7 separate regions of the Mus musculus genome follow, and all the other regions are linked to region 1. Evidence: chromatin contacts called from public targeted proximity ligation data. All regions are on one chromosome and are shown on one strand. The core of a region is the stretch at or near the end of the contact, and the rest is flanking DNA. Distances in the headings are between cores, read along the strand shown. Region 1 holds the start of Ppp6r3 (protein phosphatase 6, regulatory subunit 3). Region 2 holds the start of Nudt8 (nudix (nucleoside diphosphate linked moiety X)-type motif 8). Region 3 has its middle 18 kb from the start of Gm51271. Region 4 holds the start of Mrpl21 (mitochondrial ribosomal protein L21). Region 5 holds the start of Chka (choline kinase alpha). Region 6 holds the start of Unc93b1 (unc-93 homolog B1, TLR signaling regulator). Region 7 holds the start of Gstp3 (glutathione S-transferase pi 3).

Region 1 (3,875 bases), core at 492-2,991:
ACCCCGTGTAAAGAACAGGGGTGGGGGGGGGTTCAGAGACTGGGAACCCGGAGAAAGCACTGAGTGTCCAACAAGGCAGGTCCTGTCTCCTCCAGTCCAAGGGCTAGGCTCTGTCATTTTCCCAGGGGATAGATGCCTAGAGGTGGCCTAGAGGAGACACTCAGGAGATAAGCTCTGTGCTCTCTGAGCTTCAGTGAAGCCTGGGCCTGGGACTGCTGGACCTACTGGAAGAGATATGCAGGCAACTGCTCCCTGTCTGAGGTGTGAGCATTGCCACTCAAGGTCTGTGTGACTCAGCTACCTCTGCTATCCAGTCTCCCATCATAGCTGGGCTCGTCCTGCCTTTGAAGCTCCAAGGCCCCACCCTGGGGTCTCTGTAACACCCTTCCCCTCCCTGCTACCAACACCCCAGGGATTTAGAGCTCTGTCCTGTCCTATGACTTACTACTTTCCCAAAAGAGTCTGTCCCTTAGCTTGATCACCTTGGTCACTTGCTTTCCAGATGGCATGGGAAGGCCTGCTTCATGAAAGACTTCCAAGACTCAGAGACTTTGTTGACTATGGTGGCCAGCTGCAGCGTGCCTGAACTTATGGTCCTGTCCACACTGAACCAGGCAGATTATTCATAGGGACCCAAGGGGAGCACCTTGGTATCTTTTCCTGTTGCTGTGATAAAATATTCTGACAACAGCAACTTTAGGGAGAAAAGGTTCATTTTGTCTCACAGGTCGAGGCCAATATGGCAGGGAAGTCAAGGGAGCAGGTGTGGGAGTCTGCCCGTCACATCACATCACATCACATCACAACCAGCCAGGAGGTAGAGAATGCTTGTGGTCAGCTCAGTTTCACCTTTTTAGACAGCCCCAGGAGAATTAAAAACCAGGATTAGCCATGACAGTGGTTAAGTGCAAGACTTGAGAGTAGGGACCCTGATGTCCAGGACCCCAGTTCTGGGGCAAGGTAAATGTGTAGTACTATACGTATAGGACACTAGCAGTTGGAAGAAATTCATGTGTAAAATTCTTCTCTGTGACAAAAGATACAGCCTGGTTTCCTTTGTATTAAGAAACCTTACATTTTGACCCCATTTTCAGGGATGCCACTCTACTTTGTCTGAAGTAATTTAATTGAAGGTCTTCGATAAAACTATGCTATGGAGAATGCGGGCATCGATCCCGCTACCTCTCACATGCTAAGCGAGCGCTCTACCATTTGAGCTAATTCCCCAGCTATAATTAACTTCCGTCGCAGGTTGTATTGTGACTCACGTCATCACCGGTTTTCCCCCCCCCCTCGTCCCCCGCGGCCGTTACCCCACCGCCTGCTGTCATTGTGTTACCCCATTGGCTTCTTCGCATCCGGAGCTACACAGCCGGGATTGGTTTGGTTCATTTGTTTTAAACTACATTGACTATGCGGATTGGTGGTCCCAAGCGTCTGTCACGCGAGGCCCCGCTGTTGCTACGGGGCAGAGGGACCCAGCCTAAGCTTCTCCCAATTTCTGACTTGTTTCTCAGACTCCGGGGTCTAGAGGTTCCGGATCCGTCAAGACCATGGGAAAAAGAATGCGCCTCTCGCGTTTGACTGACAAGACCTCAAAGCCAATCGAAGTGGAGTCGAGGGAACCGCTGGGCGGTCCAATAGGTTGTGGGGGGCGGGAGAGACAAGCCAATGATCCGTGTGAAGGGGCGGGGTCTATCCTGTGATTGGCTGCGGGGCGGCCGGAGGGAGGGCGGGGGTAACTCAAGGCCTGCTTGATACGTCCGCCATTTTGGGCGCTTCGCTGATGGTGTCGGTGAACCTTTTTCCCGCCTGAGCGCGACTAACTGCGGGTCTTGGGCGCCTCCAGGTAACTCAGGGGAGGGGGCGGTGGCGCGGAGTGTGCGGGTCGCGCGGGCAAGCGGCCGACCGATCGTGGCGGTGGTCCGGTCCCGGCGGCGTGGGGAGGGAGCGTCCCGGCCCCTTTCCCCTCCCCCCCGGAATCGGCAGCTTCGGCGGCCCGGGAGGCGGCGTCCAGTCCTGGCCAGGACCGGGCCGCCCGCTCCTGTCAGCCGGGCCGAGCGTTGGCAGTCAGCCGAGCCGACTGCGAACTTTGGACGCCGAGGTGACTCTGGGCTTGGCTCGGCGGGAGCCCAGGCGAGGCGAGGCGCGCCCCGAGCCAAGTCGGGGGTCCTGGGCGAGCTCCCCGGCTCCCGCGCCCGGGCCTTCACAGCGACTTCTCGGGATCTCCTGGAGCTTGTCAACTCGCTGGAGAGCTTCGCGAAGGCTTTTGTTGGACTCTTGTCCTCTGAGAAACAAGTTGTGTGGGTTTCTGGGCATTAGCAGAGTCATCGGAACACACAAAAACCAGTTCCGAGTCTCTCGGGGCCATCGCAGTGAATCTTCATCCTCCGCCGTTGAGTCTCTCTTTTATACAGACGCGGGCATTGGAGATTCCCTGGTGTTTTGGAGCTGAAGTGAGGAGTTACCCTTCTTGTGGCTTCAAGCACCTCGCTTTTAAAGCTCGGCTCACTGTTAACTTGGAGGTCTTTTTCTCCCCAGTCCCGTTGTCTTTCATTAGAACTTGGACTTGAAGTTGTAGGTGGGACAGAATGAGTGGTCTCGGTAGCTCTGTGTCTGTACTTCTCCACCGCATGTCCTACTGTCATTTGCCGCCTACCTGCTGTGGTCTCTTTAGAATGGGCCAGAGCTTTGTTTATGTTTTGCTTTGGCTTGGGGGAGGGGACACTTAGAAGGTTTCCTTGCATCAGAGCACTTGTTAATATGGATACTGTTTCATTTTCTTAAGTCAAGTTTACTTTGGTTTTTGCCCTCAAGGTCATGTTGCAGTTGACACAGCCCGTAAGAAAGGAACTTAAGATCTCCTTCCACTAAAATGTTCCTTGAAATTGCAAGGTGCAAGATCCCTGTTGCCAGTGGTGTTTGAGCTTTCTTATGGGCCACCTGAAAATTACATCTTCCTTTGTCACTTTCTAGTCCTGTGACCTTGGGCGAATTAGTCCTCTTTGCTGCCCCTGTAACCCATGAAAATAAGTTTGTTTCATAAGTTTATCTCATGTTAGGTCCCAATTTTATCTAACATGTTCATATTAGACTGTAACTGAGTATATATGTAAATATGTTAGCACAAAGCAGCTAGAATCGTGCTTTGTGAATAGAATCAGCTCAGTGGTGACCATACCTCTCAAATTCAACTTGATCTTGATGATTTTGTTTGTTTTTGAGGCAGGGTCTCACTATGTGGTGGGAAGATCTTTACTGCTTCTGCCTTTAATAATGGGATTAATAAAGTCATGCACCACTGCACCGGACTCATTATTTAGTTATTTTTTGAGATGATAGTAGTTTAGAATGTTCTTGACTTTCCTTTTCAGCTAAGGCTGCCTCAAATTCTTGATCTTGCTGCCTCTACCTGACAAGCATTATGAATAGAGGTGTGTACCACCACACCTAGTTCAAAATTAACTTTTAAGTGTTTAGGTACAATTAGGAAAGCCATGTGTTTAAGGATCAGCTGGGCTAAAAAAAATTACTGGAAGTTATTTTAATTTTTCCATGAGATGTTGAAAATCTATTAAATCACTTGAAAGCGTTTTGTCTAAACCAGTACTTATGCATAGAAAACACCTTCAGGATCTTAAACAGCACCCCTCCTCTGCTGCTTCTAGGCACTGCTTCTGTGTAGTTGCCCCAAATCATAATATGAGGATTTCTTAGATTTTCCTGGTTGTTATTGCAATTGAAAAGCTGCAGTCTTGAGAGCTTCAGCAAAGGTACAGGTTAAATATGCCTAATTTCTGAATGCTCTGAAACCTGACAGCTTTTGAGTATGAAACTTAGATTGTGTAGCAGTTTCTATTAGGGAACTTAAACTG
Region 2 (4,041 bases), core at 273-2,772, 420 kb before region 1:
GCTGTCAAACACTCTTTTAATCGGTTCTGGACTAGCCTGGCCAAATGATGGCAGAGGCACTTAAAGGCCAGGCAGGCCTCAACCCCTAGGCAGCTCAGGAACAGCTAGGGAGGGCTGGTAGAAGCCAGGGGCCAGCAGCTTCAGGGTGAGCTCAGTGATGACAGCTGTGAGGCCCCAGACACGGTGTGGTCCATGCAAGAAGACAGGCAGTGTGTAGCTGAAGTGGCCACCCTGGCAGAAGTGGGTATACCCCTGGTTCTGTGTCTGCAGCAAGTGGGCCAGAGACATCTCAAATACTTCATCCACCTGTAGGCAAGAAACAGAAAGAGGGTGGACAGAGGACTGCCTGTGAGTCCCCTGTTAGGACAGCCCAACTCCCCAGTAGTCACCATTCACCTCCTCAAGGTTGGGCCTAAGGCTCTGCAGATCCAGTGGGCCCACGTTGGCAAGTACTGGGACTATGGTTGCCTTTTCCTGGGTAGGAGAAGGGTGAAGAGTCAGAAGGAGCAAACTTAGGAAGCAGACCCTACCCTGCCATCCGGGTGTCTTGGGTAATCATGGTGAAGCCCTCCAGTTCCGGTCCTTGGTTTCTTGCCATGCTGCCTCACAGGTTCCCCTTACCTGTATACCGCCAGGAAACCTCCCACTTGCCACTCAAGCCTAGAGGGATGCAGCCTACCCTGCAAGCCTTCCTGGACCCTGTCCTGGACTGAGCGGGGCTGGCTTCCCCGGCCACTAGGGTTACTGATTGTGATAGGATGAGGGTGGCTCACCCGGTCATACACTGGCTGCAGGACACCCCACACGTGCTCCTTGGGCACCTCTAGGCCCAGCTCCTCCTGAGTCTCCCGAAGGGCCGTATGTATTACATCTTGGTCGTCGGGATCACACTTACCGCCTGGGAAACTAAATGGGCAGAGGGAATCTTGGGACCACAGGTCGTCAGGAGGCAGTTTAGCTCTCTGTGCCATTAGAGTAAGGGGGACAGGCACTGTGATATAGATTACGACATGAGGGTCTGGCAGCTGGCTAAGACTATGCTAGGGCTCAGACACCCCATGTCTGCCTATGGTGTCCCAGTGGTGCAGATATCGTCCCCGGGTGTTCTCAACTTCTGCTGAGGGCGAAGCCAAAGAAGGGGAGCCCCGGATCTCCTCTCTCCAGTCTACGGTAAGGGGCAGAGTCCTGTTTATGAAGGGAAAAATTCAGAGGGGTATGCGGGCCACAGGTAGTGCGCCGGCAAGGCCGGCGTACCTGACTTCCCCTTTGTGTCTCCCAACCAGGCGACTAGAACGCAGCGTGTAGAGCAACGCGGGGACCCCGCGCACGAGGCACAGCGGCACAAGCACTGCGGCCGCTGCGGGCCGCGAGCGTAACCGGGCAGTGGTCCGTGCTAGCAGCTGCCGGCAGCGCTGCTCGTCCTCCGCGGACAGGCCATCAGGCAGCATGTCCCAGACGTCCGGGACACAGTGGGGGATCAGCCCGCTAGGGAGGGAACGCCGCAGCGCGCAAGCTCCAGCGCGGGGCGGGGACCTAAGTGGGAGCCGGAAGGAGGCGTGGCTTCCCGGAGCCCGGTATGAGAGGCGGACAGGCCTGGGACTGCCCTTGCAAAGCCTCGGACGCCGGCGGTACGGAGCCTGCCCAGGTAGAGCCTCCGAGATGGACAAGGCAGTGGCTGCTGAAACCTCGGAGGCGTTCCAGACGAGGCCTGCTGATGCAGATCCTCGGAGACCTCGGGGGTGTGGCTTAAGGCGGGTTTTGCTGCTATTGGGCGACAGAGGGCATCTGGGGCGGAGTTTGCTAGATGAGGGCAGAAGCGGTTTTGTGTACAGGGACCAGAGCGCCACCTAAAGGAAAGACCTGGCTTAGAGCTGATGGAAGGCGTGTCCGGAAAAGCCGGCCAGCTTCGCTTGAGTTTCTTTCCAGGGACTTCCCTATCTGTGGCACAGTTGGTTTGGACTCTGTGTCTCCGGAACGCTTGAGTAACCTGAATTGAATGGGTCCTGACTTCGGGTTCGGGAGTTGGGATGTCTGGCTGCTGAAGATCTTCTGGGCCCCTTTTCTCTCGTCTCCTGGGTGTCCGTGCTTTCCAGAACGTCTCACAGGAAGAGCTCTGGGTCGGAGCACAGTCGGAGTCATCAGGTGCCTCTGGGCGCCCACTCCAAGAGAACGAAGAGTACGCGCCTCCCTCAGCCTTATTCCACCAGACTACCGAGAGGACTTCAACCTGGCCTTTTACCTCTAGTTCTCCAAGTATACACCCATCCCTACCTTGGCCTGTGTGATCCCTATCTATCATATTAGGCACACTTCGATGACCCCCGGCTCTCAGAACCAGCCTTAGAGCATCGCATTTAAATAGAATGATGAGTGTCAGCTGTACTTTGCTGTGTGACTGTGAGCCGAAACCTCTCTGAGCTGCTTCCATCCTTATATGGGTGCACAAAATAGGGGACACACCAGGTTAACCGCAGCCTTGCTGGTGTAGCCAGTTATCATCACCCTGTGCTCTGGGTACAGCTTTTGGAGACTTATAAAGGTGATGGGATTGTCTGGTCTGGGAGTTCCTGTGGACAGAAGTACTGTGACTGCTGTTGCCAAGCAGTTTAATGTGGGGGAAGGACATTCGAAGCAGGATTTAGAGGAGGCATCCTCGAGGCAGCAGGGCATGATTCAGGGCTTTTGAGTAGGAAGTAGGCCTGATTCCAAGGCTGGCAGGCCCCAGACTGACTTTGAGGCAGGAACCCACTGCTGTAGAGCTTCCAGTTGTGCTGCTCGCCTTAGGAGATGTCTTACAGAGGAGGGAAGGAGAGGTGGGGCACAGGGGAAACGGGCTTCCACAGCACTCAGCCATCACTGCGAGGCTTGATTAGACACCAAGCACAAGGCAGAGGTGGGCAGGAGTCCCAGCCCAGCTGCGAGGGTTGGGTCCTCCTGATCTCCAGCCGTGCTGATGTTGGGGAGAGGGTAAGGTGCCAGCCGAGCTCTTGGGGGCCCAGCACGGCTTGGGGATCCAGGGTACAGGTTCTGGTAAGGGAGGGGTCTGTAGGTGGCAGGGGCTAGCAGGACATCAGGGGCAGGCAGCAGCTGATTGTGTGGCTGAGTAGGGGTCCTGGAGCTGGAAGCGGAAGCTTTACTGGTATCTGAGGGAGAAAATGGTCTGAGTGGACCACAGATTTCCCCTCACACCCCCAGTCCTAATACTGAGGCCTACGTTGTCTGTCTTGTCCCTGGCCACACATCTTGACCTATGTAGTATTCATCTTTGTTCTCTGCCTGAACCTTCTTCCTTACCTTCTCTATTCAACTGTCTCCCAGCCCCAAGCTGAGCCTTCAGTCTCCAATGCCCCCCTCAGGATCCACCGCCTCCAGGAAGCCCAGCAGGCACCCCTCCTTTGCTCTGAACCCTGTCCCTGCCCTGCTTTTCCCTGTGCCTTCCTGCCCAGGTAGGGGTGGGGATGAGGACGTCGCCCATCGTGGTGAAGCTCCTTCCTGGAGGCCTATGTGCCTGCCATTGTGTTTGGGCTGGGTCCTCACCTTTCTCTCGTTCTGCAGAGCCCTTAAGGAGGCAGGGACTGAGGCTGCTACGACTCCGGGCAGGGATGCTGAGCAGTGGCCGGGGGGTCACAGGCCTGAAGATAGGGCAAGCAGGAATGGGGGCAGGGGCAAGGGAGCACCCCCACCCCCACTCCAGATGCTATGGTCAGAGTCAGATAGGGGATCCCAGGGCAAACGAGAGGACATGACCATGAAGCAGGTCAGGAGTGAAGGCCTTAGCAGCTGTTTGGGATGGAGGGGTGGGGGGAAGGGCACAGCTGGGCGTAGAGCAAGAAGGCAGGAGTGAGACGATACCATGAGTCTGGGTCAGCCTCTCTGAAACCTTTGGCAAAGGGGTTGCTAGCAATTTTCAGCTGCGTGATCTACAGAAAGAAAGTTTAGTTGTAGACTGGGCTCCAGCCATTGAGCCCTGGAAGCCCACACTTAGCCCTGGGAACTTCTGCTCAGCAGGACCCAGACCCCCTTGGCCCAGGGTCTCCAGTG
Region 3 (4,246 bases), core at 177-2,676, 260 kb before region 1:
CCTGCTGACAGCCTTGGGCCATTGTGGCTTTATCGTCAGAAGCAGGGTGTGTGAGGGATGACAGACCTTTGTAGTTCCTCAGACCAAGTCCAAAGTCAGCCAGTCCCGCAGACATAGAGGTGTTCAGAAGTCATGTGGCAATCACATCCTGCACCTCTCTTGCCTCCTAGTTACCTGACCTAGTGACTGAGGACCGGAGGGCCTTGACCGGGTGCTTGCCACACTGGTTTCGGCTTTGCCAATGCAGAACCCTACTCCCTGCTTCCCACTTCAGGGAAAGGATTCGGAGTGAGGATAGAGAGCAGGTTCTCAACCAGCTCAGCCCCTGCTTGCTGCAGCTCAGCCCCTGCTTGCTGCACGCCCTCCCTTAGCTCAGCTTAGCTTCCCTGTCTGTGTTTCTTGGCTGTAAACAGAGGCAGGCCCAGAAGGCTGCTTGCGTTTGGATGATGCTGGGTTGGAGGCTGTGAAATTCCCAGGAGCAGGGCATCTTTGTGTTGAGAGGTGGCCCAGCAGAGGACACTGCATCCCACATCCTCCGGCAGCGCTTTCTCAGGCCCCAGGGCTGTGACAGTGGCAGGGTGAATCAAGACGGTTATTATACCCAGGGCCCAACACGGAGCAAACTGCTGGTCTCTCCTTTCAGCCTCTCCTCTTCTGGGATTCAGTGGTTTAGAACGGGTCCTGGGTACAGTCCTTTCCTCAGTATGGCTTTCTGGGCGACTGCCTCCCTAGGACAGAGGGACAATGACAAGTGCAGGGCTCTTAACTGTGTAGCTCTAAGACTTTAACTTCAGGTCTTTCTGAGCCCTGCCAGGATATGATGCTGAGACACTGGGGTAGCTGGGCTGGCTGGAGGTTTCTATCTCTAGTGAAGGTACCTGAACGTATGTATACCAACCCACATAGGCTTCCCAGGGCCAAGTCCTAGCCAGGTCCAAAGGACTCTGGGTATCTTGTGATATCACAACTGAGTGGAAGGAGGTGAGTGCATTTGAGAGACATGAAGTGTGGGAGCGGGGATGGCTCAGAAATGATACTGTGAGAGGGTCCAAGTCAGAGAAAAGCAGGTAAGAAGCGGGTTTTGATCACACCTCAGCGCTGTGAGCTACACCTACCTGCACCTGCACCACTTCAGACCCCAACCCACCAGGGCCCCTCATAGCTCCTTGGACCTCAGGTCTTCCCAAGGCCTGTGAAGTAGACCCTGTGGTCTGAGTGACACTGGTCAGGTTTCTTCTAGAAACAGAGATGAGGAACCCACGAGAGACTTGTGTGGGCTTTGAGGCACATGTTCTATAAGGCAAGAACTGACTCAGGTCTCTGTTACCACACTTAGACCCAGCTGCAGCTCCAGGGTCTAGAGGGAGTTGAATATTAACTCTTCTGGTGGGTGGCCCCAGGTAAGCAAACATAGCTGTCACATGTCAACAGCGGCTTCCTCCTGCTGACCTGGCCACTTGCCTGGCACTGTCTGCCACGCTGGCATAGAGTGGGTGGCTCAGGCTGCCAGATAGGAAGGGGAAAGGACCGCCTGGATCCAAGCCACCTGCCTGGCCCACTCAGCCTCAGCACTCTAATGACTGTGGGCAGATAGAATCTATGGGCTGGACGGGCTTCTGCATTCAGCTCTAAAGAGGCCTCCTGAGTCACTTCCTCCCTGGGTCAGGCAGGGGCAGGACCAGGCTCCCATGGCTGGTGGCCCTGGGGCTGGGGCTGGGACAGATTGTGTGAAACCAGAGAATAGATTTAGGAATTAGGTCACAGGAGGCTCTGTGACCTCCCAGCTTATCTGGCCACAAAAAGCCACACATCTTTCTGCTGTGTACACTCTTTTTTTTTTCTTTGTTTGGTGTACTGGGCTTATTTATTTTCTAAATATTATCACTTCTTGGCCTTTTGGCTAAGACCAAGTGTATTTTATTTATTTATTTATTTATTTATTTATTTATTTATTTATTTTTTAAAGATTTATTTATTTATTATATGTAAGTACACTATGTAGTTGTCTTCAGACACTCCAGAAGAGGGAGTCAGATCTCGTGATCGGATGGTTGTGAGCCACCATGTGGTTGCTGGGATTTGAACTCCTGACCTTCGGAAGAGCAGTCGGGTGCTCTTACCCACTGAGCCATCTCACCAGCCCTTATTTATTTATTTATTTATTTATTTATTTATTTATTATACATAAGTACACTGTAGCTGTCTTCAGACGCACCAGAAGAGGACATCAGATCTCATTACGGATGGTTGAACTTCGGACCTTCAGAAGAGCAGTCGGGTGCTCTTACCCACTGAGCCATCTCAACAGCCCCCCCAAGTGTATTTTTAAATATTGTTTACTTATTCATTAAAGTTTTCTTTGTTTTTATTTTATGTGAATGGATGTTTTGCCTGCATGTAAGTATGTATGCACACTACATGCGTGCAGTGACTGAAAGGCCAAGGGAGAGCATTGGATCTGCTGGAGCTGAAGTAATAGGTGGTTGATGATGCCCATGTTGGTGCTGGGACTTGAACTCTGGTCCTCGCCTTTCCCTTCACAGTCTCCTGAGGGCCCCGAGCTGGGCTCTGCCTGCTGACTTTCTCTCCTAGATAGCCTGTCTATCCTTATCTCCAGGACTTTGCACACATCCCCTGCATCCCTGCCCTGGGCAGCTGGTGTTCCAGGGGTTAGCAGATAAAGAAGAGTCCCACCTCTAAGGGCCGCAGCAGCCGTACCCTCCCAGGAGATGCCAAGGGCACCCAGTGTGGCTCCCCCACTTTTCAGGCTTCTTTCTCAGTTGTATTTGATTGACGGCTGGGTCACTCACCCTGCTTTATCTGTTCGCTGACCTTTGGACAAGCTGCCCGTGGCCCCATTGAGCCCGTGCAAGACAAGTAGAAAACAATGAGTGTTTCTTAAAAGTTGTTTTTATGGGCTGGTGAGATGGCTCAGTGGGTAAGAGCACCCGACTGCTCTTCCAAAGGTCCAGAGTTCAAATCCCAGCAACCACATGGTGGCTCACAACCATCTGTAACAAGATCTGACGCCCTCTTCTGGAGTGTCTGAGGACAGCTACAGTGTACTTACATATAATAAATAAATAAATCTTAAAAAAAAAAAAAAGTTGTTTTTATTTTGAAATTCACTTACAAAATAGCTCATTCCCATGTGTCTCTGTCACCTTTTTATTGAATCCCTGGTATCAAGAATGTTACCTCACAGACCCTTGCCTTCTTTCCCTACCTTACACTTCTCCCAGTTTCACCTTTATTATGGGTGGTCGGGGTCTGGACAGGATGACCCTAGGTTCTTTTTATTTTTCTTTCTTTTTTTCTTTCCATTTAAAAAAAAAGATTTATTTATTTATTTATTTATTAAATGTATATGAGTAGCTGTACAGATGGTTATGAGCCTTCATGTGGTTGTTGGGAATTGAACTTAGGACCTCTGCTCTCTCCAGTCAACCCTGCTTGCTCCGTCAGCCCCACTCACTCTGGCCCAAATAATTATTTATTATTATATGTAAGTACACTGTAGTCATCTTCAGACACACCAGAAGAGGGCGTCAGATCTCATTACTAGTGGTTGTGAGCCACCATGTGGTTGCTGGGATTTGAACTCAGGACCTTCAGAAGAGCAGTCAGTGCTCTTACCTGCTTAGCCATCTCGCCAGCCCTCTTTCTTTTTTTCAAGACAGGGTTTCTCTGTGTATCTCTGGCTGTCTTGGAGCTCTCTCTGTAGACCTGGCTGGCCTTGAACACAGAGATCCTCTTGCCTTTGCCTCCTGAGTGCTGGGAATAAAGCAAGTGCAACCACCACCTGGTGACTCTACGTTCTTGACCTCCTATCCAAGAATGAAACAAGGGGAGTTGGCTTTTTGTTTAAAACGCTTGCCAATCGAGGAACCCAACATGCATATAATGCCAGGTGAATGTGGTGTCTCTTCTGTAATTCCACTCAGAAAGTGGAGACATGGGACCACCAGATGTTGTATAGCAGTTTCTTTAGAGATAGAACCCCCTTCTGGGAGAGAAGTTCCTGAAGACAGTTTCTTCCCGAGGGAGGTGGAGTTTTGCATCCTTCAGCAAAGCCCTATAATCTCAGGAAGTGAACTTCTCAAGGAAGCCTGGCATGGAGGTGCCCAACTTTAATCTCATCACAGCAGAGGCAGAGGCAGAGGCAGAGGCAGAGGCAGAGGCAGAGGCAGAAGCAGAGGCAGAGGCAGAGGCAGAAGAGGCAGAGGTAGAGGAGGCAGAAGAGGCA
Region 4 (4,158 bases), core at 395-2,894, 290 kb after region 1:
TACTGTATTACAACTTGTCTGTGAACAGTCCAGGGGAGCACTGGGGATGGCTCGGTGGGTAAAGTGTCTGCTATCCCACTGTAAGAACCTGAGTTCAGGTCACCAGCACTAAAATAAAATGCCAGGTACTTCTGTTACCCTAGCACTGGGGGTGGAGACAAACAGATCTTGAGGGCTTGTTGGTTAGCCAGTCTAACCAAATAGCCAGCTCCAGATTCACTGAGAAACCTTTAGAAATAAGGTGGAGAGGGGTTGGAGAAATAGGTCAGTGGAAGAGTAGCTGCCGTTCGTGTAGAAGATAAAGTTTGGTTCCCAGCACCCACATGGAAGGCCTCAAGTGTCTGCATCTCTAGCTCCAGGGATCTGTGATAAACCAGCATACTTCTATCTTAAGCTGGAAAGCCATCTTATAGTAGAGAAAAAGTAGATTCATTTCTGTTTATGATTAAATCTGTTTCTCAAGGATTGGGTTATGCCACACCTTAACTACAAATGGGTTTATACCACCTGTCCCGGAAAACGGCAACTATGCCTTTGTTTCAAAGTTATTATTACAACCTGTTGTTACGACTACCTTGCAACTGCACTTTTGTTTCAGAAGGTTATTGTGACCAACCGGTTACGCTTATGTTCTGCTTCACCCCCATTTGGAAACCTCCTATCCCTGAACTATAGAAACCCTGATTTCAGGGGTGTCCAATGCTGACCTCCTGAACCCTGTCTTAGGTGGAGGCAGCCTGCATACCCAAGTGAAAAAGCTTGCTTTAATTAATTTGGCTACGATGATTTGAGTTGGTGGCCTTTCTCCTATCATCTATGGATTAACATCTGACCCCCTCTTCTGGACTCCAAAGGCACCTTCACTTAAATGCACAGAAAGGACCCTCCCCCCCCCCCCCCGAAACAAACATCACAATAAGTCTTAAAAAAAAATAAAGAAAGAAACTGAAAAGGTCGAACACAACAGTGTCCACCTGACATCATCATCTGGTCTCCACACGGGCATGTACACCCACCTGCACACATACATACACATAACACATACACAAACTAAAAGGTCTGGGTCAACAAAACTAAGGGCACATTACTTGTTATGTTTCAAGATAGACTAACATTAAAATCACTCACTCCTTTCTTCAACGTCATTTTTTTTTTTCCTGATCCGAGGGTGGCTAGCAGCCCGAGGACAACTGTCCACACCCATGCTCTACTTAGCAGCTTCTAACTCGCTTTCTTTACATCCCCATTGTATGACCCTGGGTAGGTCATTTGTCTACACCCATTTGTGTCCCTGTACTATAGGACCTACACTTAAGTTTAAGAGCACTTCTCAGTATTAAGCAATGAACGGAAGGAACCACGTTCTCATCCCAGGTTCTCGTACTCCAAACCCTGTGCCATATTCACGACTCTCATAACCAACACACCAGGAGCCAAGGTGGACTCAGACACACGGGCGGCAGACGGCGGAAGCACCGCTAGCTTCTTCCCTCACCAGGCCTCCCTGGTCTCACCTGATCCGGATCCCTGGGATGCCAAGATGCTACGGCTACACACAGACACCAGCCGCCCGAAGGCGCCCGGCAATGCCGAGGCCGCTATGGCAGCAGCCATGTTTCCACAGTCCCAACCGGAAGCGGAAGCAGCGCGAACCTTGTGCGTCAACACACAAACTCAGTAGGGAACACCTGGAGCAGGGAAACAGGGATCCTACTGCAATCACTGGCTTGGCGGGGAACGCAGGAAACGGACCGGCCGGGAATCCGCGCCCTGGCTGGGAGCGCAGGGCCTTTTGCGGATTCTGGTCCAGTGGGGAACACGGTCCGACTGGAACTCGGGTCCCACAGGACTAAACTGGCCGAGCAGGAAGCATCAGTCAGGGGCTGCATCGCGGAGCAGATGGCCTCGTCCACCGTGGAGAGTTTCGTGGCCCAGCAGCTACAGCTGCTGGAGCTGGAGCGGGACGCCGAGGTGGAGGAGCGCAGGTAAGTTTGGCCGCAGGTCCCAGGCCCTCTGTAGCTCTCCTTAGTTACCGCCTGGAGCCAGTCTAGTGTTGGCTGGGTGAATGGCTAACACACAGAGACAGCCCTAGGAGAAGACCGCACAGCAGCGTCACTTCGGGGCGTCGAGGCAAAAGGATCGGGAGTTCAAGATCACATTTTGGCTACGTAGCCAATTTGAAGTCAACCCGGGCTACAGGAGACCCTGTAGTGAGGCCCCCCACCCCAAGGGAAAAAAAAGAGAGAGAGAGAGAAAAAGAAAGAAAGAAAGAAAGAAAGAAAGAAAGAAAGAAAGAAAGAGAGAGACTTAACAGGATGGTCAGTGCTAGATGGGGAGTGGGACAAGTTTTCTTCGGGATCCAGGGAGTGGGGTGTGCCAGAGAGCAGCTTCCTAGAGGAAAGTTAATGAAGCCTATGTCATGTATGGTGCCTGAGCATTCCTGAAGAGCCATGTTGTTTCAGGAGAATATCTACAGGCCTGCAACAGACAGAGCCACCACTTCTCTATCCCACAGTGCAGTTCCTGTAATGCATTTCCCTAAGGATAGACAAAGGCTGGCGAAGTAACTGACCCAGGGTAACCCACGTGGAGGCAGGACGTGAAGTCAGTCTGTGAGATTACAGATGTGTAATCTGTAGATTGGTTGACTGAGAGTCTGTCAGTCATGATGAGGGAGAGGTTTTGCTGTTGTGGCTGTGTGACTATGGAATTGTGTACTAGGCCTTCCCATACATGTCTGTGAAGGCATGTGATTCCCACACCATGTGCTTGCTGTGAGAATGAAGCGATATGCTTTAAGCCAAACTGGGACCTTGAACCACACTTAGGGTGTTGGTGGTAAGAAGCAGAGAGAGAGTCAGGTATAAATGGGAGGGCCCCAAAAGACAGATGGCAGATGGCAAAGAGACATGATAAGATTCTGTGTTGGCTGACTTGGAGCAAGTTAGGCAGTACCTGTCCCGTGGGGTGTGGGGGAGAGGTAGGATTGGAGTAGAGTGGATCCGGAGTTCTTTTGGGGCATACGTAATGCCTATAAGCAGAACTCCTTTCTCCCTTGTGCAGGCACAGTGAAGCTGTTTTGCTTGGTGTCTTCTAGGTCCTGGCAGGAACACAGTTCTCTGAGAGAGCTTCAGAGCCGAGGGGTGTGCTTGCTGAAGCTTCAGGTATCCAGCCAGCGCACAGGGCTGTATGGGCAGCGGCTGGTCACCTTTGAGCCCAGGAAGTTTGGACCTGCAGTGGTGCTTCCTAGCAACAGCTTCACCTCTGGTACGTGTTCCCTGGGGGCTTGTATCATCCATGGCTGGTGGTCAGATCAAGGCCTGTGCTGTCCGAAGGGCTGGAGAATTGACCCACACAGTCTGTGGCACTACAGTGAAAACCTTCTGGTTACAAACCTGGTGAACAGCATAGCTGCTTTTGTTGCTGTTTTGAGACAGGGTCTGAAATTTCCTGTGTAGCAGAGGATGACTTTGAGCCTTGAACTCCTAATCTTCCTGCCGCTACCTTCCAGATGCTGGGATTATAAGGTTACCAGCATGCCTGACTTTTTGTTGGTTTTTGGAGACAGGAATGTGACTAACTGTATAGCGCTGGTCCTTCTGGAACTTTCTATATAGACCAGGCTGCACTAGAAGTTTCAGTGAGCTTTCTGTCTCTGCCTTTTGAGTTCTGAGATTGCAGATATGCACTACCACATTCGGCTGTTAGTGCTTTTTGGTTGCTCGGTTTGGCAGCTTTCTCTTTGCAGTGCCTGGGATAGAACCCAAGGCCTCTGGCCTGCTGAGCAAGCACTCTGCCATTGCACTGCACTCTGGAGCGTTTTGACTGCACACTAGGGATGCAAGTTGGCCTCAGCCCTGAAAACTGAGAGCCAGCAGCACTGCCTGTGGCAGCCTGTTTTGAGTTGCAGCCTTTGATTATGTTGACTTCATAGACTCTTGTCCCAACAGTTTTCAGTTTCCCTGCTGGGTTTAGAGAAGGTCAGATGAGGGGAGTGGGATGAGGGAACCTGCTGGCAGGTGTCAGACCAAGGCAAACTTGATATCTTGACCTTGTTAAAGAAGCTACCTTCAGCCTGCACCCTTGGCAAATGGGAGCAAGAGTGCCTACCACTGTCAGGTGTGAAGGGGCAGGATGGAGTGTGCACAGTAACCTCTC
Region 5 (3,911 bases), core at 290-2,789, 280 kb before region 1:
TACCTCTTTTGGAGACAGTGTCTTGCTATGTAGCTCTGGCTGGTCTGAAACTTACTATGTAGGCCAAACTGGCCTCAATAATAAAGAGATCCGCCTGCTTCTGCTCACTGAGTGCCAAAGGTGAATTTCTGGAGCGGGAGGGGGTTGTGATCAAACTACAGACTAGAAGTACTACAAGGAAAAGTTCCCCGGGGATTTTTCCTCCCTCTTTTTCTTTTTCTTTTCTTTTTTTTTTTTTTTTTTTTTTTGTTTGTTTGTTTTTTCGAGACAGGGTTTCTCTGTGTAGCCCTGGCTGTCCTGGAACTCACTCTGTAGACCAGGCTGGCCTTGAACTCAGAAATCCGCCTGCCTCTGCCTGCGGAGTGCTGGGATTAAAGGCTTGCGCCACCACGCCCGGCTCCTCCCTCTTTTTCTAAAGCCCAGCCACAACATCCCTTTTTCTTTTCTTTCTTTTCTTTTCTTTCCTTTTTTTTTTTTTTTTTTTTTCGTTTTTCGAGACAGGGTTTCTCTCTGTAGAGCTGGCTGTTTTGGAACTCACTTTGTAGACCAGGCTGGCCTCGAACTCAGAAATCCGCCTGCTTCTGCTTCCCGAGTGCTGGGAACAACATCCCTTTTTTCATTCAAGGCCCTCGCAGAGAAACGGCTTCCTAGACACATCTATTTTGAGCTTTGGTACAGAATGTGCTTGTATAACTACATAGTATTGTTCTTCCGCAAGGGACGGCAACCCAGCACACATTTTCTCAAAGCTCGCCCGCAGGCGGCCTTCCGCGCTGCGGGGTTTGTGCTCCGGACACCGGCGCGGCGATCACCTCTACCCAAGCCGCCGCCCCGCCCCGCCCTCCAGCCTCACCCCCCACCGCCCCCACCACCACCGCGCGGTGCCGCAGCCACTGACCTGATGACACTGATGTGGAACTGGTCCTCGCGAAGGCCTCGCCAGGCTCCGGGCAGGAATTCCTTACACCACAGGTAGGCCCTGCGCCTGGTCCGGGGCTCGGGTTGTTCGTCCGCTAGCGGCGGTGATGGCGGCGGGGGCAGCGGCAGGGGCGGCGGCGGCGGCGGCGGCAGCGCGAGAGGTTGGGTTCGGCCACCAAGCTGCTTGGACTCCAGCTCGCCTGCGGCGTCCCGCTGCTGCCCTACGCCGGGCGTCGGGGCAGCGTTGCCACCGCAGCTCAGCAGCAGCCCGAGAGGCGACGGCTCGGCCTCGCCCCCGGTGCAGAACTTGGTTTTCATGCTGGACAAGCGGCCGAGAAGGCGCGGGCGGCCACAGCACGAGAGGGCCACACTCAGGGTCCGGCTGGATGCCCGCCTCTGGGGGCCGGCGCGGGGAATGGCTCGCCGGCTTCACTGACCGGCCGGGCGGCGGTTGTGGGAGCGCGCGGGGAGGCGACGTCGGCGACGGCGGGGAGAGGCAGCAATGGACGTCAGGCAGCAGTAACGAGAGACGAGCGCGGGAGGCTGACGGCAGGCGACTGCTATAGGGGGCCGCGGCGCTCGCTCCTTTACAGCGCTGCACGCGGAGAGCCCAGCGTCACCGCCCGCCCCCGCGCTCGCCGCTGATTGGACGCTTTGGCGCATCACAACCGCCGCCACCCTCGCCACGCCGCTTTCCCATTGGCTGCGGCACAGCCCCTCCTAGGCTCAGGCGGTGAGTCCACGATGAGGGAGGGGTCGGCGCACCGGGGGCGGGGCCTTGTCTAGGGGTCGCGAGGGTCCTGTAAAGGCTATCTCAATTGCCTGCACTCACAAGGTGGCGCCTTTGCGGACTCGAGCCTCTTAGGGCAGGAGAGGCGAGGCTTCTGCAGCTTTGGCAGACCCTAGAGTGGATGTTGAAAGGGAAACTTTCCTTAGACGCCCCCAGGTCTGAAAGTGATGATTTGAAAGGCCCCGGGGACTTTGCAGGAAAATGGTGTCTGGAGGCTGGCTGCTCTTTCCGCGTGACCTTAGGGCAAGGCAGCTCCCAAAGGAGCTCTGTGGGTGTGTTTTTACAACATTTCCGAGGCCCTGTTCGAGATGCTTCCATGCCCAATACAACTCCTGGCCGGAGGCGTTATCCATCTGCAGGTCTAATATCAAAAAGAGATTGGGTCAAGGCCACACACCCACTTGCCAGCTGGCTGCGCTCTCCGCTCAGAGAGAAGCCTCCCCCTCTACGTGCCTGCAGCCTCAGTTTCCCTGTCCGTGGTGCTGAGGATGTCAGCTAGATTCTCAGGACATCTTCCTAACAGACTGGCCTCAACGGCCTCCAGAATTGCCGGCCAAAGGTGCTTGGTTCGCGATTCCTGGCTTTGTGGATGCTGTCATCTGCCCCCCCCCTCTTCCGGGCTGTCCAGTCGCGTGACCATGACTAATGTACCTTTGCCCTAGGGCATGGAAGGGGGCCAAGGCCCCTATGCTGTATGCCCACACATTGCCTCATTCTTTGGTCTCATCATTCAGTCCTTCCAGGAAGTAATTGAGGCTACAAAGAATATAAAACTACAGGTCTGTGTTGTGGGGTATAGCTAGAAAGAGAGATTTCTTTCTAGCTATACCCCAGCATGCAGAAAATGGCTTCTTTGTGGGTTTTCACAGTCTGCTGGAAGCCAAAAACTCTTCAAAAAGAGTAGGTAGGTACTTATCTGGACTTACTCCCCCAAAAGTGATCTTACTGAACAAAAGAGTGCAAATAATCTGTGCATAATGGCACATGCTTTTAATCCCAGCACTTGAGAGGCACAGAGGCAGAGGCCAGATCTCTATGGGCTGAAGACCAGCCTAGTCTACACAGTAAGTTTCAGGACAGCCCAAGTTCCATAGTGAGACTGTCTGGGGAGTGGGGGGGGGGGGGCGGGGGAAGGAGTGCAAATGAAAAGAGACTTTGGACGATCCCGTGGAGCTAGGCCTGGAGTTGAACTCCAGACAAGTAGGGGAAAAAAAAAAAAAAAAAAAGAGGCCTGGCCTAGGAATACCACTGGTTGCTAGAACAGTAAGAAATCAACGTCTCCATTCAGGAAGGCATTTAGATAAGGGAACGGAGGACTTTGAAAACACCAGCCCACGTGGAGGTGGGGCTGTGTCACTGGCCTTCACAGGGGACTGGCCCTTTGTCCTCATACTAGTCCCCATAATCTCAGAGGAATGTTGGAAAGCTGGCTGAGGGGGAAGCTGCTCCAGAAGTGAGAGGAGAGCTCTATAATTTGCAGTTAACTTTTTCTCTGACCTCTTCTGGTTTAGACTATGAGAACCCACAAGGCGCCTTGCTGGGAGCACAGCTTCCAGTGGCAGTAAAAGGTCACCCCAGTGAAAGGCTTGGAAAGGACATGAACATATATGACCCACATAGAAATTCTAGCCAGAGTAAAACTCTGCCTGGAATACACACACACACACACACACACACACACACACACGGGGGAGGGGGGGCAACCTTAATGGCATATATGAAATTGCCTTAATGAATCTGTCACTTTGATACTAGCTTTAAGCAAAGAAGGAGTGCACTTTAGTACACTCCTTTAATCCCAGTACTCAAAGAGCAGTGGAAAGTGAATCTCTGAGTTTAAGGCCTGACTGGTCTACAGAGCAAGTTCCAGGATGATAGTGCTACACAGAGAAAACCCTGTCTCAAAAAACAAAAACAAAACAAAACAAAACAAAAAAGCCAGGTGTAGTGGCATGTGCTTACTATCCTACAGTTGGGGAGGCAGAGTCAGGCACATTCCTGGGCTTACCTGCAGCCAACCTAGCCAATCTGGCAAGTTCCAGGGTAGGAAGAGACCCTGTCTCAAAGAACAAGATAGACAACACTTGAAGACTATCACCTGAGGATGCTTGCTGGTCTCTCTACACATATGGACCCATATGAGGACACACCCACATGTGCACATGCACCCAGCCCCACCCCCATCCCTGCACACACAAACACA
Region 6 (3,810 bases), core at 116-2,615, 360 kb before region 1:
TCCAAACAAGCAAGGCCTCTCTGCAGTTCGCCTCAGTCCAAAATAGGAGGGCAGCAGGTGGCCTTATGATCCAACAGTCTCTGTACCCCACAAAGTCGGGGGGGGGCGCGGAAACAGAAGTTTGGCACCTGATGAGCACAGGTGTGTAGAGCAGGGCAGCGATAGGCGTCACGTTGATACCCATCAGCATCTTGCTATCGATGTCCGGCAGCCCCATGTTGCCATACTTCACCTCTCTGTAGGTCTCATCATAGTGCAGGATCAGTTGCATCTGCAGGAGGCCTGGGGACAGGGAGCATCGTAGAGAGCTCTAATCAGTCTGGCTCAGAACAACTAAACAAGCTCACGGCAAGGCTGGCAGGGCGCCGAGTCACCTAAGCGACCCTTTCCTGTATTCATCAGGACCAGGATAAGAACAAGACTCCCGTTCCCAGCCTCCCGCACCGAGTCTCTGGCTGGGTTGGGGGCACACTGGCTTGTGGCACACCCCGCCTCCCAGTCCCAAGTGCACGCCACAGCAACAGCAGATGTGACCCGGGAAGTGAAAGGGGAAGGAGGCCAGCTAGCCGCAAGGTTTCTCTTTCCAAGCTCGGGAGTGGAGGGGGAGGGGAAGCAGAGGGCTAGCAGGGTTAGTGTGTCCTCCCTACCCAGGTAGACGCCGTAAGTAAGGGTGACACCCGTGCTGGCCGCCAGCACGTTCTTGACCACTCCGAGGCGCTTGCGGCGGTAGTAGCGGCGCTCTTCCTCCTCCTCATTGTAGTTGGGGTACGCACCCACGAGTTCGTCCAACTGCGGGCCAATCACTAATCACATGTTGGCTCCCCGGTCGGACTCCAGACCCTATCCCGGCTTCCAGGAACTCAGGTTTCCCATCCAGGGTCCTAGTCCCCATCCCAGGGCCCCCGCACCCCACTCGGGGTGTCAGTCCACAATTCTGGATCTCTGTCCCCCTGACCCGGAGTCCTGGTCTCTTCTCTAAATCCCTGCTCCCCACTCCGGGTTCCAGCTTTCCACTCAGAGCCCCATCCCCTATTCCAGAGTGTGTTCCTACTCTGAGACCCTGGTCCCCAGTCTGGAGCCCCGCCCCTCATCCTAGGGTACAGGGGGCCTCCCATCCCAGGGACCTTCCCCCCCCCCCCCCGGGTGCCCCGCGGGGCAGTCGGTCCGGTGTCCCATTGTGTTTCCCTGCCCTGCTCACGGGAGCCTCTGGCCCATCAGGAACTCCGTGCCGGTCTTCATCCCCTTGAGGACCCGCGGCCCCGGCCACAGGGTAGAGCGGAGGCTCCACCTCCATGACCAGATCCAGATCAAGGGCTTGCAGTTCTGGGCACCAGCAGCTGGTTGGGACTTCCTTCATCAAAGACCGCCCTGTCTAGTAGGCCCCACCCCGTCTAGTGTGGGCCGCCTCCTCCTAATACTGTCCATGGTGTGTGTGTGTGCGCGCGGTATGTGTGTGTGGTATATATGTGGTGCATGTGTGTGCATGCGTGTGTGATTTTTGTTTATGTGTGTGTGGTGTATGTGTGTGCAGTCTGTAGTGTGGTGTGTGTGTGTGTGTGTGTGTGGTTTTTATGTGCTGTGGTTTATTTGTGTGTGGTGTATATAATTTTTTGTTTGTTTGTTTTTTTGAGACAGGGTTTCTCTGTATAGCCCTGGCTGTCCTGGAGCTCACTTTGTAGACCAGGCTGGCCTCGAACTCAGAAATCCGTCTGCCTCTGCCTCCCGAGTGCTGGGATTAAAGGCGTGCGCCACCACTCCCGGCTGTACGGTGTATATAGTATGTGAATGTGATGTGTGTGGTGTATGTGTATGTGTGTGCAATGTGTGTAGTGTGGTTTGTGTGTGTATGTGTGTTGTGTGCTTGTTTTATGTGTGTGTACAGTGTGTATGTATGGTGTATGTAGTATGTGTGTGGTGTACGTGTATGTATGCAGTCTGTAATGTGTGGTTAGTGTGTGTATGTGGTATGGTTTGTCTGTGTGGCATGTCTGTATATGTTTTTGGTTTGTGTGTGACTTTTGTATGTGTGGTGAAGCAGAAGGTGGGCTTTTGTTGGCTCTATGAAGGGAGCAAAGGCGGAATGTAGTGCAGTTGGTCAGGTGCTTCCTGTCATGAGCAGAGTCCTGGGGTGATCCTGGGGTGGTCATGGCTGTGCACACCTGTAAGTCCAGCATACAAGAAGTGGAGAAAAGAGACCTGGTATTCAAAGAGTCATCTTGCTACATCTCAAGTTTGAAATTTGAAGTGAATACATGAGATACTGTCTCAAAAATAAAAGTGAAAGAACAGAGAGAGGGTGGTGCCATCATCTGGGGCATGGAAGACACAGGACAGGAGGGACACAGTGGACACTAGGAAGCTCTGAAGCTGTGTGGCTGCAGAGTGGACACCAGTGTTTACAGTCTCATGTGGTAGCCGTGGTGAGCCTGTGGCTGAGTGATCATATTGTTGGGAATGGCAGTAGACTTTGAGACCCCGAGAGGATGCAATCCTATAGGATAGAGGGGTCAGGTGAGGCGTAATGAGAAGAGAGCAGCTGGAATAGGGAGGGGTGTACCACAGGGAGTGGGCTCAGTGGGCACTGAGTGGAAAGGGCAAGGTGGTATGTGTGTGTGGGTATGTGTGGGTATGTGTGGGTGTGTGTGAGTGTGTGTGAGATGTGTCTGTGTGTGTGTGATGTACCTATGTGTGTGTGTGATGTACCTATGTGTGTGGTGTGCCTGTGTGTGTGTGTGTGTGTGTGATGTGACTGTGTGTGTGGTGTGTGTCTGATGTGTCTATGAGTGTGTATATGTCTCTGTGTGTGATGTGTCTATGTGTGTGTGTGCGCGCTTGATATGTAGTGTATGTGGTATGTATTTGTGTGTAATGTATGTGTGTGTGATGTGTGTATGTATGTGTGATATGTGTATTGTGTATATGTATGTATATGTATGTTTATTTTACATGTAACATTTGTGGTATGTATGGTATATGTGTATAGTGTATTGTGTGCATGGTGTGTAGTGTGTTTGTGTGTGTGATATGTGAGGTTTGCGATATGTGAATGCTCTGACAGAGGCTGAGAGGAAGCACCCAAAAGAAGCCCCACCCCTCTCAGGAATGCACCCTTCAATCACATTGGCTGAGGTCTCTGTGTACCAGAGCAGAGGCCAGTATCATGTCCTTAATATCTGTGCCCTTTTCCCAGTCAGCCACTGATTTAAGAACAGAAATTGGGGCCAAAGACATGGCTCAACTAGTAGAAATGCTTTCTGCTTAATTTGACTGCCCGAGTTCAATCCTAGAGCACTGCATAGTGGAAGAAGAGAGCGATTTCTGTGGGCTGTCTTCTGACCTCCATAGCATGAGGTGGCATTTGTACACACATGTACATACATAAACTTAGGTGGACTGTAAAAAATGTGTCAGGTGAGGGAGGTCCCCTGGGTAGACATCTACTATGATTTGCAGAGCAGAGAACTTGACAAGGCTTCTATCTCTGCCACCTCTAGTTAGACCATGACAATTTGAGGTGAGACCCCAGTACTGAGCAGTATAACCCACACACTTTCCCAATGCCTTCTCTACAATAATGTTTCATGCTTTGGGGTTTTTTTTATTGGTTTGGTTTAGTTTTTCGAGGCAGGGTTTCTCTGTGTAGCCCTGGCTGTCCTAGAACTCACTCTGTAGACCAGGCTGGCATTGAACTCAGAAATCCGCCTGCCTCTGCCTCCCAAGTGTGGTGATGAAAGGCGTGCACCACCAACACCCTGCTGCATTTCATGTTTTTAAATTCTTAGAACAGTAATCAATATCCCTCACAGGAAG
Region 7 (4,269 bases), core at 1,193-3,692, 480 kb before region 1:
TGTGAGAACATGAACTTTCACCTCGGAGCCCACCCCCTCCCATCTGGAAAACATACTTGAGAAAAACATTTTCTGGAACAACCACAGAATGTTTCAACAGGCCAGATGTATTGCCAATCACAGGATATGACTCTTTGGTTGAGTAAACTTGTGGTTGTTAAACTTCCCCTATTCCCTCCCCATTCCCCCTCCCAGTTTGTGGTTTTTTCCTTTAAAAGCTTGTGAAAATTTTGAGTCGTCGTCGAGACTCCTCTACCCTGTGCTAAGGTGTATGAGTTTCGACCCCAGAGCTCTGTGTGCTTTCATGTTGCTGCTTTATTTCGACCCCAGAGCTCTGGTCTGTGTGCTTTCATGTCGCTGCTTTATTAAATCTTGCCTTCTACATTTTATGTATGGTCTCAGTGTCTTCTTGGGTACGCGGCTGTCCCGGGACTTGAGTGTCTGAGTGAGGGTCTTCCCTCGAGGGTCTTTCATTTGGTACATGGGCCGGGAATTCGAAAATCTTTCAGTTTCCCTATGCAGCCCAGGCTAGCTTCACTCAGCACCTTCCATCCTGGTGCTCACAGCACTGAGTCCAGCTCTGCACTGTCATGCCCTGCTCCAGTGGTACGGTTTATGTTACAGAAGCACATTGTGAAGTGACATAGTCTGTTCCCTTCAACAAAAAGGTATCAAAGGGGGAAAATGGATTTAAAAAGTGAGGTTCCCAGCCTGGCAGTACTGGCACACTCCTTAAATCCCAGCACTCAGGAGACAGAGACAGGTGGCATTCTATGGTTTTGAAGCTGGCCTGCTCTACAGAGCAAGTTCCAGGTCAACCAGGGCTACACAGAGAACAGAGAAGCACAGTGTCGATGATAGATAGATAGATAGATAGATAGATAGATAGATAGATAGATAGATAGATAGACAGATGCATAGATGATAGATAGAAGACAGACAGACAGACATGAGGTTCCCAGGGAACTAACCAGACCAAACAAGTTTAAATCCTGTTTACTAGCTGAGTGACCTTGGGCATGCCACGTCAATTCTTTGTTTCAATTTCTCTACAAACAAGGAACAGTGCTAGCCTTGAGGACTGGTACATGTAAGGCTTAACTCTTTGCTAAGAGTTTTCTGTTATAGCATCACCAAGAGAGGAGGGGATAGTTCATTAGTTAAAATCCCTTTATTTAAAAAAAAAGGGGGGGCTGGAGGGATGGCTCAGTGGTTGGGAGCATTGGCTGCTGTTTTGGAGGTCTTGAGTTCAGGTCCCGGCGACTGCATGGTAGCTCACGGCCATCTGTGGTGGGATTGGATGCCCTCTTCTGGTGTGTCTGAGGACAGCTGCAGTGTGCTTGCATGTGATAAATAAATAAATATTTAAAAAAAATTTTAGGGCTGGTGAGATGGCTCAGCGAGTAAGAGCACTGACTGCTCTCCCAAAGGTCCTGAGTTCAAATCCCAGCAACCACATGGTAGCTCACAACCACCCATAGTGAGATCTGATGCCATCTTCTGGTGTGTCTAAATACAGCTGCAGTGTACTCATTTATAATAATAAATAAATCTTTAAAAAAATTTTTTTTAAATCCCTTTATTCTTTTCTTGAAAAGACAGGCTCTTGCTATATAGCTCTGGCTGGCTTGGTTGCTATATAGCTCTGGCTGGCTTGGTGATCTTGGTTGTAGACCAGTCTGGCCTTGAATTCGAAAGGGCTGCCTCTCTTTGTACTTTTTTTTTTTTTTTTCGAGACAGAGTTTCTTTGTATAGCCCTGGCTGTCCTGGAACTCACTTTGTAGACCAGGCTGGCCTCGAACTCAGAAATCTGCCTGCCTCTGCCTCCCAAGTGCTGGGATTAAAGGCGTGCCGCCCGACCTTCCTTTGTACTTTGAGTGCTGCAATTAAAGGTGTGTGCCATCACTCCAGGTGACACTGCCATTATTATGGTTATTGTTATTATTTATTTTTTGTCATTTATAAACATGGTTTCTCTTTGGAGCCCTGGCTGTCCTGGAACTCTGTCGACCAGACGGACTGGGCTGAACTCAGAGATCCTCTTGCTTCTGCCTCCTCCCAAGTGCTGGGATTAACCACGGCTCCTCTACATTGCCTTATTTTTACAAGGAGCACTTATTATTATACCATGTACTGTTGGTAGAGGCCTACCTGCATATAAGGCACTGTCCAAACCCCTGAGCACACAAGAAACCGAGTGGTTTGGGCGTGTTAAGTGGGAGGCTTATCATGTGACCATGTGTGCCTCTTGCAAAACTCCAGTAGCATATTGCACCACAGATAGAAAGGTGAGTCTGCCCTCCCCCACCACGTCTGCCAGGAAGCTGGTACACTGAACACCAGGACTTGGTCTGTTTCTGGGGCAGTGTGGGATGTCTGAGGAGGTGGAGTCTTCCTGTCAATATAAGGCCCCGATCACTTCCTCTCTTCCTGCTGAGCTTGCACCACACTGTATCCGCCCAACAGTAAGGAGAAACCTGGAGGCAAGGGCGGGGGCAATTATACCCCCACCTCACCCCTGCTACTAACCGCTCCTTGGCCCTGCAGCCCAGGCAAGGTCCTCCTTCATCGTGCTTTTTGTCTATCTCTCCTAGTGCCACCTTACACCATCGTCTATTTCCCTTCCCGAGGTGTGGCCTCAGCACTTTCAAGACGAAGGGCACAAACAATAGTCTTCTGGGTCATTCCTGGGAATCCCCAACAGTGGTGTAGGAAGGGCGTGACCAAGACTGTATTGGGGCCGGGCCGGGACAGAGACCTGGGGCAGGACTACAGTTGTGGTTGGTGGGGCCAGGACTGCCCTCTTAGCCTCCGTAGATAGCTGCACTGTCTGTCACTTTTCCTTCCTTCCCTGTGCCATGGTGGGGCTGGGTCTTCGCATTCCAAGATAATGTTAGGACATGGCCTCTATCACCACATATCTCCCCTCCCTATGAGGCTCCCAAGCTAGTGTAGTCCTCTTGTCAGCTTTCCACTCTCCCAAACTCTCCCAGGATGCTCTGAGAGTAGATCTCTTCGCTGTGTCCTCATCCTGCACCCCCATACAGGGCGCTGTGAGGTTATGCGCATGCTTCTAGCTGACCAGGGCCAGAGCTGGAAGGAGGAGGTGGTGACCTTGGATGTTTGGGAGCAAGGCACATTCAAGGCTTCCTGTGTGAGTAATTGTCTCCCTCTCCCCCTTGGGGATTCGGTTGGGGCGCAGCCTTAGGGTGCTGTGTCTAGGATTGGGGGCAGCCAGGTTCAGCACCCCTTACAGAGGGATCTTCTCCCAGTTGTTTGGACAGATCCCCAAGTTCCAGGATGGAGAGCTCACCCTGTACCAATCCAATACTATCCTACGGCACCTGGGCCGCTCCTTCGGTGAGTCCAGAAGCCAAGCCCTGAGAGACACCTGAGATGTTCCTCAAAATGTCCTGGGGCTTTGAATTGCCTCACCTGCAGCCACCAATGTCCCACCTGGGTCACCCTAGAGGATCATGCAGGGCCCAGGTTCCAGAAGGCTACTGGTGTGCTGCTGGGCGGTCGCTGTCTGTACAGCCAGGGCTGTGAGTTTCCAACTTGTATCATTTTTCTAATGACATCCCAGAGGTAGGCAGGGAAGACCTCCAATTAAGGTTAGAGAGTAGACCCAGGCTGAGACTGAGTGGACATGTAGGGACAAGTACAGAACCTGAGCCTGCTGCCTGCCCGCTGACCCAGGGCTCTATGGCAAAGACCAACAAGAGGCAGCACTGGTGGACATGGTGAACGATGGACTGGAAGACCTATTCAGACGCATTGCCCGGCAGTATCGCCATATCCTGGTATGTAGGAGCCACAGGCTAGTGACCAAGCGTGGTGGGCAGGAAAGGGAGATCACTTCGGTCACTCTGGCTGCACATTTCTGACCACAGAAGGAGGGCAAGGACCAGTATCAGAAGGAGCTTCCGGGACACCTGAAGCCATTTGAAACTCTCCTGGCCCAGAACAGGGGTGGCCAGTCCTTCATTGTTGGTGACCAGGTGAGCATTGGGTAGGCCTTTCCCCACCCACTCATTGCCAGATCCTTTCTCAGAGGGGTAAACTGAGGCCAGATGCAGAGGCAGAAGCAGGGAGCATCCAGTGCTTTGCTCTGTGGCGCTTCTCCCAGTCCTGCCTCAGCTCCAGCCCTGTCACTCCCCCGTCCTGTAGATCTCTTTCGCGGACTACCGCCTGCTGGACGTGCTTCTGAATCTCGAGCTCCTGTTTCCTGGTTACTTGAATGACTTTCCCCTGTTCTCCGCCTATGTG

The links.
Region 2: a contact with region 1 is called in a targeted proximity ligation map of pancreatic cancer cells. A contact is called at or near these places in 4 of 39 promoter capture datasets (cranial neural crest, embryonic stem cells, hippocampal neurons and 1 more) and 6 of 130 datasets of targeted methods (the NIH/3T3 cell line, T-cell acute lymphoblastic leukemia, embryonic stem cells and 3 more).
Region 3: a contact with region 1 is called in a targeted proximity ligation map of extraembryonic endoderm stem cells. A contact is called at or near these places in 6 of 130 datasets of targeted methods (embryonic stem cells, epiblast stem cells, extraembryonic endoderm stem cells and 3 more).
Region 4: a contact with region 1 is called in a targeted proximity ligation map of memory CD8 T cells, with 28 read pairs. A contact is called at or near these places in 1 of 39 promoter capture datasets (hippocampal neurons), 1 of 484 Hi-C or Micro-C datasets (embryonic stem cells), 5 of 130 datasets of targeted methods (the 230-238 cell line, the SCID.adh cell line, bone marrow-derived macrophages and 2 more) and 1 of 9 other capture datasets (adipose tissue).
Region 5: a targeted proximity ligation map of pancreatic cancer cells shows a contact between it and region 1. A contact is called at or near these places in 3 of 39 promoter capture datasets (cranial neural crest, liver and stem cell-derived epiblast-like cells), 4 of 484 Hi-C or Micro-C datasets (cortical neurons and embryonic stem cells) and 6 of 130 datasets of targeted methods (embryonic stem cells, epiblast stem cells, extraembryonic endoderm stem cells and 3 more).
Region 6: a targeted proximity ligation map of pancreatic cancer cells shows a contact between it and region 1. A contact is called at or near these places in 3 of 130 datasets of targeted methods (memory CD8 T cells, microglia and pancreatic cancer cells) and 2 of 9 other capture datasets (adipose tissue and pancreatic islet).
Region 7: a targeted proximity ligation map of memory CD8 T cells shows a contact between it and region 1, with 14 read pairs. A contact is called at or near these places in 2 of 39 promoter capture datasets (pre-B cells and stem cell-derived epiblast-like cells), 1 of 484 Hi-C or Micro-C datasets (embryonic stem cells) and 2 of 130 datasets of targeted methods (embryonic stem cells and memory CD8 T cells).

What each region holds. Positions count from the first base shown.
Region 1 is chr19:3,573,615-3,577,489 of GRCm38.p6, reverse strand. It overlaps Ppp6r3 (protein phosphatase 6, regulatory subunit 3), which reads left to right and starts at 1,741. Exons shown (of 24, transcript NM_028999.1): 1 at 1,741-1,849. n-TAagc9 (a tRNA gene) reads right to left here and starts at 1,227; the gene lies at 1,155-1,227.
Region 2 is chr19:3,998,061-4,002,101 of GRCm38.p6, reverse strand. It overlaps Nudt8 (nudix (nucleoside diphosphate linked moiety X)-type motif 8), which reads right to left and starts at 1,522. Exons shown (of 4, transcript NM_025529.3): 1 at 1,255-1,522; 2 at 774-906; 3 at 397-474; 4 at 1-306. The coding sequence starts at 1,448. The coding sequence ends at 79. Tbx10 (T-box 10) reads right to left here. Exons shown (of 8, transcript NM_001001320.1): 6 at 3,853-3,920; 7 at 3,538-3,632; 8 at 2,590-3,143. The coding sequence ends at 2,854.
Region 3 is chr19:3,830,426-3,834,671 of GRCm38.p6, reverse strand. No RefSeq gene overlaps it. Among named protein-coding and RNA genes, the nearest start is that of Gm51271, 18 kb to the left of the region's middle.
Region 4 is chr19:3,280,528-3,284,685 of GRCm38.p6, reverse strand. It overlaps Mrpl21 (mitochondrial ribosomal protein L21), which reads right to left and starts at 1,644. Exons shown (of 7, transcript NM_001347420.2): 1 at 1,515-1,644. The coding sequence starts at 1,614. Ighmbp2 (immunoglobulin mu binding protein 2) reads left to right here and starts at 1,676. Exons shown (of 15, transcript NM_009212.2): 1 at 1,676-1,985; 2 at 3,098-3,267. The coding sequence starts at 1,900.
Region 5 is chr19:3,849,401-3,853,311 of GRCm38.p6, reverse strand. Chka (choline kinase alpha) reads right to left here and starts at 1,539. Exons shown (of 12, transcript NM_001271496.1): 1 at 899-1,539. The coding sequence starts at 1,236. It overlaps Gm51271 (predicted gene, 51271), which reads left to right and starts at 2,496; the gene lies at 2,496-2,545.
Region 6 is chr19:3,932,741-3,936,550 of GRCm38.p6, reverse strand. It overlaps Unc93b1 (unc-93 homolog B1, TLR signaling regulator), which reads right to left and starts at 1,365. Exons shown (of 11, transcript NM_019449.2): 1 at 1,199-1,365; 2 at 648-789; 3 at 129-282. The coding sequence starts at 1,357.
Region 7 is chr19:4,057,620-4,061,888 of GRCm38.p6, reverse strand. Gstp3 (glutathione S-transferase pi 3) reads left to right here and starts at 2,442. Exons shown (of 7, transcript NM_144869.3): 1 at 2,442-2,465; 2 at 2,595-2,630; 3 at 3,048-3,154; 4 at 3,273-3,360; 5 at 3,700-3,803; 6 at 3,894-4,001; 7 at 4,171-4,269. The coding sequence starts at 2,465.